2 separate regions of the Pan troglodytes genome follow, and region 2 is linked to region 1. Evidence: chromatin contacts called from public Hi-C data. All regions are on one chromosome and are shown on one strand. Each heading gives the region's core, a stretch centred on a gene start, on an enhancer-like site or on the middle of the called end of the contact. The rest is flanking DNA. Distances are from core to core; before and after follow the strand shown. Region 1 holds the start of ASB16 (ankyrin repeat and SOCS box containing 16). Region 2 holds the start of PPY (pancreatic polypeptide).

Region 1 (6,335 bases), core at 2,884-5,383:
AGGCTGAAGTGAGTAAGTGCCTTGAGAACTCCATGTTCACTTACCTGCTGATTACAGCAGGGCCCTGTTCTAGAGGCTTTTGTGCCACAAGGCCAGGGCAAGAAGGGGCTAATTCCCCTGCACCCTGGTCCCTTCACATTCCCATTGGGTTTTTCTACCTGAACCTACCATACATTTCCTTCTCTCCCACCTTCCACTCCCTGCTAACTCCCCATCTACACTGGGATCTTCCTGCACCTAAACCCCCACAGCTGGGAGTGGCAGCATGCACCTGTAGTCCCAGCCACTTGGGAGGCTGAGGTGAGAGAATCACTTGAGCCTAGAAGATTGAGACCAGCCTGGGCAACATAGGGAGATCTCGTCTCTAAAAAAATAAAAGCCCCCCTCTGCCCTGGGCCTATTCTCCATTCTTGACACCCATGAGCCCCGGTCCCCCTGCTCAGTCCTGATCAATCCCACGCTCACATCCTGGCTTCTTGTGTGCTTCACTACCCCACAGGCTCTGAGCTCCCAGAAGGCAGGCTGGGCATCTGATCACCTGGCCCTGTTCCCTCCAGGTTGAAGTCAAGGCCTCCTTTCTCTGCTCTCAGGAAGCTAACTCTACAGACAAGGGGACTGAATACAGTGGTATCTTGGGACTAAGCTGTTAGGGTACCTAGCTCCTTCAGGTCTGTGTGGCAAGAAGGCAGGGGAGGGGCTAGGCTATGACTCTTGTGTGCCTCAGGGAGGAAGGGGACACCCACCTGCCTTGGCCCCTCTTGGTCTCACCCAGCCTTGCCAGATTCTCAACCCTGGGAACCCAGCTGTGGGTGCCCAGCCAGGCCGTTGGTGTGGCAATTAACACACCAAATGGGTGCCAACAGGGTTCATCACGGCTGCATTTATAGAGGCATCTTTCTCTGAGGACCTCCAGGCTTTGCTTTGTATGATCTAATTCCTCCTCTGGGATCCCCCACCCTGGACTGCCACCAAGAGGCTGGAGCCAGGCAGAGAGTAGGTGAACAGTGGAGTAGGGGCAATGCCGGAAAAAGCCCAGGCTGCTGCCACCCACTTGGGCAGGCGGGTGGATGGATGAGTGTTTGCTCTGGCAGAGAATAGGGACCTTCGTTCAATGCACTACACATAAGAGGCCCACCTGCCATGAGCCAAGTGCTCTGACTGCCAGGGCCTGCTCTGGAGCCCACATCCAGCATGGCAGACCCACATCAACAGCACAGATAGGTGCTTTACAGCGTGCCCCTGAGTCCTTCAGGAGTGCAGATTGGGCAGTGGCTGGAACTATAAGAGTCAGGCAATGGGTTGCCGAAGAGACCTCTCAGAGCAGGTGACCTTAGGGGTAGATCCTCAGGAAGGTGTTGAGGGAATTCTGAGCTAAGGGAATGGCCTGACAGGGAATGGTTGTGGGGAGCCATGCGTGATGAGGATGCCTACCCTACGTGAGTGGCATGGGGCCAAACCAAGGAATTGGGGGCTTAGTTGAAAAGGGCAGGCCAGGTGCAGTGGCTCACACCTGTAATCCCAGCAATTCAGGAGGCTGACTTGGGAGGACTGCTTGAGGCCAGGATTTGGAGCCCTATTTTAAAAAAATGAAAGGACAGGTATTGGAAGGCAGCAGAAGTTTTTAAGCAAGGGAATTAACCATTTTAGACAGATCATTGCGGCAGCGGAGCAGAAGGGATATGGCCAGAGGAAGAAACACCAGGTGAAAGGCTGAGTTGATCCAGGTTTAAGGCATTACATCGAGGGGCTGAACTTGAGACAGTCCCTGAAAATGTAAGAACAGGAGCTAGAACTTGCTTGTGGGAAGGGCCTAGGGAGAGGAAGAAATAAAAGATCACTGGGCAAGGTGCTGCTGCAGGGCCAGGAGGCAGGACAGGCAGCGGGAGAAGGGCCAGGAGGAGCCCCAGATGCAGAGGGGACAGACCAGCCCTGCCTGCAGGCCGCTGTGCACTGAGTGAGCTCAGGGTGAGCAGAGCTTTTGAGCCCTCCCCTTCCCCAGCTTGGCAGGCACACCAGCTTGTGTGGTTTCACGGCTTCATTCCTCCCCCTAGAGGCTCCTGGAAGCACAGCTGCTTTCTCCTAAGAGTGAACAGGTCTGTGGCTTAAACATCTTAGGTCCATTCCCAGAGTTTCCAGCTCAACCCGTAGGCTCTCCTCAGGCCGGCCATGTGAGCCTCCTTAGCAGCTGGGTTAAAAAAATAAATCAAGGATGATTGAAGGGGCCGGGAGCTGTGGCTCACGCCTGTAATACCAACACTTTGGGAGGCCGAGGCGGGCAGATCTCCTGAAGTCAGGAGTTTCAGACCAGCCTGGCCAACATGGCGAAACCGACTACCAAAAATACAAAAATCGGCCGGGCGCGGTGGCTCACTCCTGTGATCCCAGCACTTTGGGAGGCCGAGGCGGGCGGATCATGAGGTCAGGAGATCGAAACCATCCTATTCTTGGCTAATACGGCGAAACCTTGTCTCACTAAAAATACAAAAGATTAGCCAGGCGTGGTGGCAGGCGCCTGTGGTCCCAGCTACTCGGGAGGCTGAGGCAGGAGAATGGCGTGAACCTGGGAAGCGGAGCTTGCAGTGAGCCGAGGTCGCGCCACTGCACTCCAGCCTGGGTGACAGAGCGAGACTCCATCTCAAAAAAAAAAATAAAATAAAAATAAAAATACAAAAATCAGCTGGGCATGGTGGCATGCACCTATAATCCCAGCTACTCAGGCGGCTAAGGCAGGAGAATCGCTTGAACCCCAGGAAACGGAGGTTTCAGTGAGCCAAGATCACCCTACTGCACTCCAGACTGGGTGACACCATGAGAAAAAAAAAAAAAAGGATGATTGAAGGCAGTTTCTACAGACTAGTCTGTCCTGCTTGGAGAATGGGGGAGGCTGCCAGGTGGCTGCAGCAGCTGAAGCCAAAAAGTGCACCATCTTTTTTTTTTTTTTCTTCTTTTTTTAAGAGATGGAGAGGCAGGGGGTGGTGGCTTACGCCTATAATCCTAGCACTTTGGGAGGCCGAGGCGGGCAGACCACGAGGTCAGGAGTTCGAGACCAGCCTGGCCAACATGGTGAAACCCTAAATTAAATCTCTACTAAAAATACAAAATTTAGCTGGGCATGGTGGCGGGTGCCTATAATCCCAGCTACTCAGGAGGCTGAGGCAAGAGAATCGTTTGAGCCCGGGAGGCGGAGGTTGCAGTGAGCCAAGATCGTGCCATTGCACTCCAGCATGGGAGACAGGGTGAGACTCTGTCTCAAAAAAAAAAAAAAAAAAAAAAAAGATATAGGTCTCACTGTGTTGCCCAGGATTGTCTCAAACTCCTAGGCTCAAGCAATCCTCCTGTCTTGGCCTCCCAAAGTGCTAGGATTACAGGCATGAGCCACCATTCTTGGCCCAAAGCACACCATCTATGTGGGGTCCTGGCTCTGCCTCTCACAAAATGTGACCTTGAGCCAGTAGATTACTTTGTTAAGCCTTAAATTCCTCATCTGTAAAACAGAGATAAGACCACCCATCTCAGGGGCATTCAACTGTGATAATTTCATTTATTGTCCAAACCAAGTTTACTAATTATTGGGTGGGCTGGGAAGTATGGTCCCCTGGGTGAAGGTGGATATGAATGTGATTTAAACACCGTGAAACTCTGTGCATATGTACAGAGTTATTGCTGTTACTGCAGATGCTGGGAAGAGCTGCTCACCTTCTCAGTAACTCTGCCTTGACCTCCCCTTACCTCCTGTGCTGAGGTCAGCCCTCTCTCCTCCACGTGGGCCAGTGGTGGCTCCTGCCCTCCAGCCAACATCAGAGAGGCTGGAGGCACCCTGTCTTCCTCCCAGCCCCGCCCATCTCCATGACTGACCTTTTCGCGCACCCTGGACCTTGCTAACCCAAGATGCTCGCTCTAGAGATGAAGGTGGATGCAGATGCTGGGGTTCGGGGGTGGCCTCAGCTGAGGGCCTGCTGACCAACCAAAGGGTATCGGCAGGGGCAGGGGCTGGCCCTCACCCTGGGCTGGGGGTTGGGCCAGCAGCTTCTCAGCACCAGGATCATGACTCTGAGCAAACCATGTTTACCAGAGCAGCAAAGGACCTATTTATAGCCTCAGCTGCTGCTTTCTCTGGCTCACGGTGGCGGGGGCAGGGTGGCTCCTCAGAGCAAGGGAGGTAGTCGGGTCGAGGGAACCTGGCTCTGCCCAGGTGCCACTGCCCAAACCCCTGGGCCCCATCCATGGCAAGAGAGACCTTCCCCTTCACCTCCTCCACGCTGCGCTCTCTCCGCCTGCAGCAGGAGTGGCTAGAATGGGAGGACCGGCGGCGGGCGGCTGCCCAGCAGTGCCGGAGCCGCAGGTGCCCGTCAAGTCCCCGGGCCCGACTCACTAGGCCTCACCATTCCTGCCGAGACCCAGCTGTCCACCATGCCCTCTTCTCCGGCAACCTGCAGCAGGTCCAAGCCCTGTTCCAAGATGAAGAGGCCGCCAACATGATTGTGGAGACTGTGAGCAACCAGCTGGCCTGGTCGGCTGAACAGGGTAGGGGGCACCAGAAGAGGGCAGAAGAGGAGGGAGAAAGAAGGGGAGTGGGTGGGGAAGGGGGAGAGTCTAGGCCCCTCCTTCCCTGCAGACCACAGACTATAGCAGCCCTTTCCACCACCTATCCTAGCTCCCTCCTAACAGAGATGAGGCAGGGTTAGCAGTCTGTATGTCTTTTAAGAATTAAAAGTTGACCGGGCAGTGGCTCACGCCTGTAATCCCAGCACTTTGGGAGGCCAAGGCAGGCGGATCACGAAGTCATAAGTTTGAGACCAGCCTGACCAACATGGTAAAACCCCATCTCTACTAAAAATAGAAAAATTAGCCGGGCATGGTGGTGCGCACCTGTAATCCCAGCTACTCAGCAGCTGAGGCAGAAGAATCACTTAAACCCAGGAGGCGGAGCTTGCAGTGAGCCAAGATAGCGCCACTGCATTCCAGCCTGGGGGACAGAGCGAGACCCTGCCTAAAAAAAAAAAAAAAAAAAAAGAGAGACAAGGTCTCACTATGTTGCCCAGGCTCATCTCGAACTCCTGAGGTCAAGTGATCATCCCGCCTTGGCCTCCCAAAGTGCTAGGATTACAGGTGTGAGCCACCACCCCAGGCCCCAAGGTGAACAAGCCTTTGACACTACTGGCCATTCAAAGACACTGAGATTTCCTTAATGGGAGTCACTCTACTTAGTTGGCCCCTGTGGTTTTATACAGCAATTAATTTTTTTATGACACATACTATGTTTTGTTACAGATTGATAAGCTGTATTAAAAGGCTGTTCCAATTTATTCTTCCACTTCAGGACTTGAATAAGCCCCTTTCCACAGGTACAGCCTGGCAGTGTTTGTGCTCAGCAAACCATGCAGAGGGAAGGCCAGTGTCAGCTGTCAGCTGGAACCAGCATCCCCACTCCTTGCCCTGCCCTGTCTTATACACCACCTCCCAAAACTATTTGCTCTCCCTAGGGTTCTGGGTGCTGACCCCCAAGACCAAGCAGACGGCACCCCTCGCCATCGCTACAGCCCGAGGCTACACAGACTGTGCTCGACACCTGATCCGGCAGGGAGCTGAGCTGGATGCCCGTGTCGGGGGTCGCGCTGCCTTGCATGAGGCCTGTGCCCGGGCCCAGTTTGACTGTGTGCGGCTGCTGCTGACCTTCGGAGCCAAGGCTAATGTGCTGACTGAGGAGGGCACGACTCCTTTGCACCTCTGCACGATCCCCGAGTCCTTGCAGTAGGTGCCTGGGGGCTGAGACAGTTTGGGGAGAAATGTGTGTGTGTGTCTCCAGCTCACAAGGCCAGAAGAAGGAACCTGACAACCACATGCAGCTTTGTGGTTCATAAAGCACCGCATATACACATCTTCACAATAACCTGGAGACACCTCATCCTACAGATGAGAAAAATGAAGCTCAGAAAGGCTTAGTAACTTGTCCAAGGTCACATCTGCTAAGCCCAGGAGGCAGAAGCCCTGTTGCTTTTTGGGAAAACTCTGTTCCAACTGCAGTCTCCAATTCCCTGTGAATCCTTTGTAGCCAAACCTAGCTGTTTTTTTTTGTTTTTTGAGACGAAGTCTTGCTCTGTTGCCCAGGCTGTAGTGCAGTGGCGTGGTCTCAGCTCACTGCAACCTCCGCCTCCTGGGTTCAAATGATTCTCCTGCCTCAGCCTCCCAAGTAGCTGGAATTACAGGTGTGTGCCACCACACCTGGCTAGGTTTTGCATTTCTAGTGGAGATGGGGTTTTGCCATGTTGGCCAGGCTGGTCTTGAACTCCTGTCCTCAAGTGATCCACCCACCTTGGCCTCCCAAAGTGCTGGGA
Region 2 (6,418 bases), core at 392-2,891, 230 kb before region 1:
ACATTCTAGTTCCCTCACTTCTCCCCTTTACACATGCGCGTACACACACATGCACACGCACACTGTCCCCACCTATTCAGGGTGCCTGAGAAGGGCCAGGAAAAGATGGGTTCTCTGGGAATCTGGGAAGTCCTCCCTGGGGCAGGATCCAGGTCCTTGTCCTCCCAGGGCTGCAGTGTACAATCTACAGATTCAACTCATGGTGGCTGGAACTCTCAGCTAATCTAGCCTCCTCCCCTTCCACAGCAGCTTGAATACCTCCTGTGCCCAGGACTTCACTACCTCTCAGGGCAGCCCATTCTCTCCAAATTTCTGGACGGCAGCTCAGGCCCCTGGATGCAGCCATGACTGCCATAGCACCAGAATCGTTCTTCCAGGCTGGGCTGTGCCCCTGCCCCCATGCCAAGGATGCTTTCGTATAAATTTTGGTGCTTCTGCTGCCTAGGCTGCAGTAAGGCACTGGTGAGGGGTGCACTTGGGGAAAGGTTGTCATCAGGCTGTGTCGGGAAGGTCTATGGGTGCTGAACTGGGAAGATTCAAGACTGCCACTTCACAGACTTGCTGAAGGACCATGAAGGACCATCTGCTCAGAGGAGTCCCTGCCTTCCTCTGGCCACCACTTTTCCCTCTGCGAAGGGGAGAGGATGAGTTGAGTGACTCTGATGACCCCCGCCAACGTTCTGGATGATCCCCTTTTCCTCTGCCCTGCCCTGCCCTCCCCTTTCTCTCCCATGCATTTGGCACTTCCTGCTGCTCCCACCAGGGGTCCACAGAGACACAGGACAGGCTGTGGCTTTGACTTGCTTTATTGAGCCTGTGTGGGAGCAGGGAGCAAGCTTTGGCCAGAGCCAAGGGTGCGGAGGGGAGAGCTGGGCTGGCGCTGCTCATGGAGTCGTAGGAGACAGAAGGTGGCATTACAAGTCCAGCGGGCTGAGCTCCCTGTGAGGACAGGGCAGAACATGGCAGTGTAGGGGGTAGGCCTCGTGCCCTCAGGAGGCCTCAGGCTGGCCCTGGGCTCCTGTTCTCCCTCTTCCACCCCCCACTACACCTTTCCAAGCCCTGATTCAGTCCCACCACCCCCATTTCAGCCCCAGGGAGCTGGACAGACAGGGCAGGGAGTCAAACTCACCTGGGGACAGCAGCATGTGGGGACCCCCACTCCGAGAAGGCCAGCGTATCCTCTTTGTGTCTTTTCCCATACCTGGGAGGGAAGAGGCAGCAGGGGCAAGCACTGTGCCCAGGTGCCAGCCCACCTGTTTCATATCTGCCTGTAGGCACCATCTTGCCCAGGGCACATTGGTCTAGGCCTGTTCAGCACAGATGCCCTGTTTTCCCAAGAGCAGGCCTGGAAGGGGCTGGGGCTGGGGCTGGGGATAGGGTGTGGCCAGGAATGTGGAGTGGGCCCAGGGTCCCAGGGGCTGGGATCTCTCTCCCCAACTGTGGCACACACCTAGGCCTGGTCAGCATGTTGATGTATCTACGGAGATCAGCTGCATACTGGGCCATCTGCTCTGGTGTGGCATTGTCCCCTGGGTACACTGGCTCCAGCGGGGCTCCCTGGGCACCCAGCAGTGGCTGTAGTAACAGAGCCACGCAGGTGGACAGGAGCAGCAGGGAGAGGCAGAGGCGTGCGGCAGCCATCTGAGGAGCAAGCAGAGGGGAAGTGGAGAGCCCGGGCTGCAGATTTTCCCGTGCCCAGGAAGCAGGGCCCAACTATCCAGCCCCTTAGCCCATCATCCATTTCTCCAAGCCTGGGGACAAGGGGGCAGAGCAAAGGGCCACTCTAAGCTGACCACTCCACCTCCTAGACACTGCTCTGAAGGCACGTACAGCCTGTCCTGTGAGCAGCCCAGCAAGCCAGGGCCTCGCAAGTTAGAAAAGTATAGCAGAGAAAATGGGGATGTGAGTCCTGGAGACACGGGACTCATGACATCCAGGGCCTCATGGCTCCCAGGAGGCAGCAGCTAGTGGGAATAAGGGCATGCCAGGTAACCCACAGGGTGGGGGACACAGAATGAACTCGGGAAGCCAAGGACAGAAATCCATGGCCTTGTGGGTCTGGCCCTCCACCCTGCGATAGAGACACAGATATGGGTCCTGGAGAAGACGCTATTGTCCATGTCGTCCTGCACAGACCAGCAAAGGCACTCACACAGGGACCCCAGTCACTCACAAGGTCACAGTCACACATTCCAGTTCATAGCCATGCACACGAGTGTGCACACACACGTGCAGTCAGCAGACGGCTCTTCTAGCATGACAGGTCTGTCCAGATGCAGAAAGCAAGACCCAAGCAGGACCTTAGGCCTCCCAAGGCCCCTGGCCCTGCAAAGCACCACCTCCTCTCCATCCTAGGCCCCAGCCTGGGGGAGGCCCCCAGAGCCCCAGGCAGGCTGAGCCCACTTACCCAGAGTCCAGAGTAAATGGGCACTAGACCAAGCGAGCACCTGCCTCAGGCCGGATGGGCCCCTGCCCTCAGCTGGGCCGCTTTATAGTCCTCAGCCCCCCAGAGTCCCCGCCTCCTGTCAGCCTCTCTCGCTCCGAAGCCCTCACCCCTCCTCTCACTGTCTCCTGATACTGGCAACGCCAGTACTGAGGCCAGAGACGGGAGGGGGACAGGGCAGTTCTGTGGGTGCCAGACCAGCAGCATAACAGATAAAACTGGACCACAGTAAAAGTCTCCTGTGGGCCCCCATCACTGACACCCCTTCCCTTTGGGCACCAGAGCAGGCTTGGTTCAAAAAAGATGGGGTTCTGGGACTTGAGAGTGACTGAAAGGTTTTGGTCACAGGCCTTGGAACTAGCTCTCCTGCCTCCCAAAGATCAACCCAAATCATCCAACGGATTCTCTTGGGGCAGAAGATTGAGGCTGCAGCTGGAAGATTGAGGCCACAGCCAGAGCCTCCAGGCTGAAGAATGGAAACTCAGGCCATCCTCTGCAGCTTGCAACTAGAACAAGGTGGGAAGAGGGAAGGGGCCTCAGGTCCTCAGGCAAGGTGGAAGGGAGTGGGGTGCCAGGCTTGGAGAAACCCATTTGGTGGGTGCATAGGATGCAGAATGAGAACTCATGTGCCTGGGTTCAGGGGAAATGTTGAGGGGGTGCCGGTTTCCAGTATCCATTTCCCTCCCCATCTCAGAGCCCCCATTCCAGGGAAGTGCTAAAAACCAGCTTCATTTGTAAAGCCTCACATTTTCCAAAGTGCTGCCAGCTCAGTCACCTCACTAAATCCCCACAACAACCCATTTTACAGATTCAGGATCTGAAATCTGCTCAGAGATGTCAAATCACTGGCCCCAAACCACACAGCCAGTCAGTGGGCGATCCAGGGTTTGAAACAAAATCTAACCCCAAAATTTAACTCCAAACCTGGACTGTTTTTTTTTCCTAAGTGGGGCCGTCAAAGTATTGTTATAATTTCCCACTTTTTGGCTGAGAAACCTGAGGCTCACAGAGGTAAAGACGCTTGCTCAAGATCTCATAGCTACCAAGGTTCTGAATTCTGGCTTAGATTCTCAACCCCACTAATCCATCCCCACCAGAAGCCCCTGAGTCTCCCCTGCCCAGCGTCTCTTCCCAACCCCCAGTCTCCCTCCCCTGCTTAGGCCAAGGAGTGGTAACTGGCTGTGTCTGAATGACATGGTGACACCAAGTACGGAGCTAAGGACTTATGACTGCTGACGTTCTGCTGTCCCAGATCAGTATACCAAGAAGTTGGGAGATGGGGGGGACTGTTGGGGAAGAGGGGACTGGAGGTGAAACTCCAGGGATCTGGCAGGGTGGGCTTAGAGTCAGACAGACCTGGGTCCAAAGCCTGGCTCTGCCATTGGCTGGCTCTGTGAGCCTGGGAAAGTAATTTATTTAGCCTCTCTGAGCTTCACTTTTCCTCTCAGTAAAATAGGCTCATCACACCCATCTGAAGATAGGGAGAATAAAGGAAGGCTCAGCAAACATCAGTGTTCTGCCTTGACCCTCTCAATTTTGATTTTGGTTAACAAGAAGAGCAATAATGCTTCACCAGACAACTTATATTCCACAAAGTAAATATGAAAGTCATTCTGTCTCAGCAAGCCCGGGCCTTTCTCTGGACTGAGGTTTTCCACTTGCAAAACAAGGGTGTGAATTGGTGGCTGGTCTCAGCCTGGCCTTGGGTTTGGCGGGTAGAGGTTGCAGCTCGCCGCCAGAGGGCGCCAGGCTCCAACCCTAGTTAAAAGGATCTGAGCTCCCACAGGACCATGGCCTTGGAGGGACCTGTTCTGGCTGCTACTCATGTGGGGACCCAGCCCCACCCAACAGACAATGGATCTAGGGATTGACTCAGATGCCAGGGCCACTTATAGTTCTATCCTGTTGCAGAGGTAAACCTAAGTGCCTAAGAAATAACAGGCACTCCACAAATGTCAACCAAACTGTAGCTTTCATTTTTCTCCTTTGCAAACAACAGATTCCTCTTCTGGGTCCTCTCAGGGATGTGGTGACAATCCAGGAGGAAGTGGTAGTAGATGTGCTTTCTACACTGCATGGCCATGTGTATTAGTTCCTTCTCATACTGCTTTGAAAAGAACTGCCCGAGGCCAGGCGCAGTGGCTCACACCTGTAATCCCAGCACTTTGGGAGGCTGAGGCAGGCGGATCACCTGAGGTCAGGAGTTCAAGACCAGCCTGGCCAACATGGTGAAAACCCATCACTACTAAAAATACAAAAATTAGCCGGGCGTGGTGGCGCATGCCTGTAATCCCAGCTACTTGGGAGGCTGAGGCAGGAGAATCACTTGAACCGGGGAGGCAGAGGTTGCAGTGAACCGAGATCGTGCCGCTACACTCCAGCCTGGGCTGTAACAGAGTGAGACACCATCTCAAAAAACACACAAAAAACAAAAAGAACTACCTGAAATTGGGTCATTTATAAAGGAAAGAGGTTTAATTGACTCACAGTTCAGCATGGCTGGGGAGGCCTCAGGAAACTTAAAATCATGGTGGAAGGCGTAGGGGAAGCAAGGCACCTTTCTCACAAGGCGGCAGGAAGGAGAAGTGCTGATCAAAGGGGAGAAGAGCAACTTATAAAATCATCAGCTCTCGTGATGACTCACTCACTATCACGAGAACAGCATGGGGAAAACTGCCCCCATGATTCAATGACCTCCACCTGGTCTCTCCCTTCGCATGAGGACTACGGGGATTACAATTCAAGATGAGATTTGGTGGGGACGCAAAGCCTAACTACATCACTATGTCTAGAACACAGCAATGGTTCTCACGCATCTTGATGTGTTCCTGTCAGAGGCGTTTGAACCAGAGCGACTCCATCTTGAACAAGGGCTGGGTAAAATGAGGCTGCAACCTGCTGGGCTGCATTCCCAGGAGGTTAGACATTTTTAGTCACAGGACAAGATAGGAGACCGGCACAAGATACAGGTCACAAGACCCTGCTGATAGAATGAGATAAAGAAGCTGGTAAGAACACGCAAAAACCAAGAGGGTGATGAGCATGACCGCTGATTGCCCTCACTGATTTTTCTTTTTTTCTTTTTCAGCAGAGATGGGGTTTCACCATGTTGGCAAGGCTGGTCTCAAACTCCTGACCTCAAATGATCTGCCCCCATCGGCCTCCCAAAGTGCTGGGATTATAGGCATGAGAGGCCTGGCCTCGCTGATCATTATACACTAATTATAATGCATTAGCATGCTAAGAGATGCTCCCACCAGCATCAGACAGTTTACAAATGCCACGGCAACATCTGGAAGTTACCCTCCATGGTCTAAAAGGAGGCGGAACCCTCAGTTCTGGGAAATCCCCACCCCTTTTCTGGAAAACTCATGAATAATCCACCCCTTGTTTATTAGTATATGGTCAAGACATAACCATAAAAATAGCCAAACGGCAGCCCTGGGGGCTGCTCTGCCTATGGAGTAGCCATAGGCTTTTATTTATTGATTGATTTTGTAGAGATGGAGGCTCACTTTTTTGCCCAAGCTCAAACAATCCTCCTGCCTTGGCCTCCCAAAATGCTGAGATTACAGGCATGAGCTGCCGCACCTGGCCCTTGTTTCCTTACTTATCTAATAAACTTACTTTCACTCTACTCTGCGGAATCACCCTGAATTCTTTCTTGCATGAGCCCCAAGAACCCTCTTTTGGGGTCTGGGTCAGGACCTGTTTTCAGTAACATTCCCACAGTGCTTGCCACAGAGCCCTGCTTAAAGAAAGCACCAGTTCCTGGCCTGCAGACCCACTAAATGAAGATGATAGTGGTACCTCTTCCCCTGCCCAACACCACGCCCTCTGGCACAAGGTGGATGGCCACTGGCAGTGATGGGGATGGAGTAAGTGCTATGAGACTAGGAGAGGAACACCCCAGGAACACCTGAGGTCACAGAGTGAATGAAGGCAGATAAAGGAGCAAAGGGAATGGTGGCCCCC

The links. Hi-C and Micro-C count contacts between places; a contact is called where the count stands out from the background.
Region 2: a Hi-C map of stem cell-derived neural progenitor cells shows a contact between it and region 1, with 7 times the contacts expected there. The contact joins the promoter of PPY here to the promoter of ASB16 in region 1. A contact is called at or near these places in 2 of 7 Hi-C or Micro-C datasets (induced pluripotent stem cells and stem cell-derived neural progenitor cells) and 1 of 1 datasets of contacts at active chromatin or transcription factors (stem cell-derived excitatory neurons).

Annotation. Positions count from the first base shown.
Region 1 is chr19:23,724,429-23,730,763 of NHGRI_mPanTro3-v2.0_pri, reverse strand. ASB16 (ankyrin repeat and SOCS box containing 16) reads left to right here and starts at 4,133. Exons shown (of 5, transcript XM_511545.8): 1 at 4,133-4,524; 2 at 5,484-5,751. The coding sequence starts at 4,224.
Region 2 is chr19:23,950,390-23,956,807 of NHGRI_mPanTro3-v2.0_pri, reverse strand. It overlaps PPY (pancreatic polypeptide), which reads right to left and starts at 1,641. Exons shown (of 3, transcript XM_003315411.6): 1 at 1,451-1,641; 2 at 1,130-1,201; 3 at 791-939. The coding sequence starts at 1,641. The coding sequence ends at 915.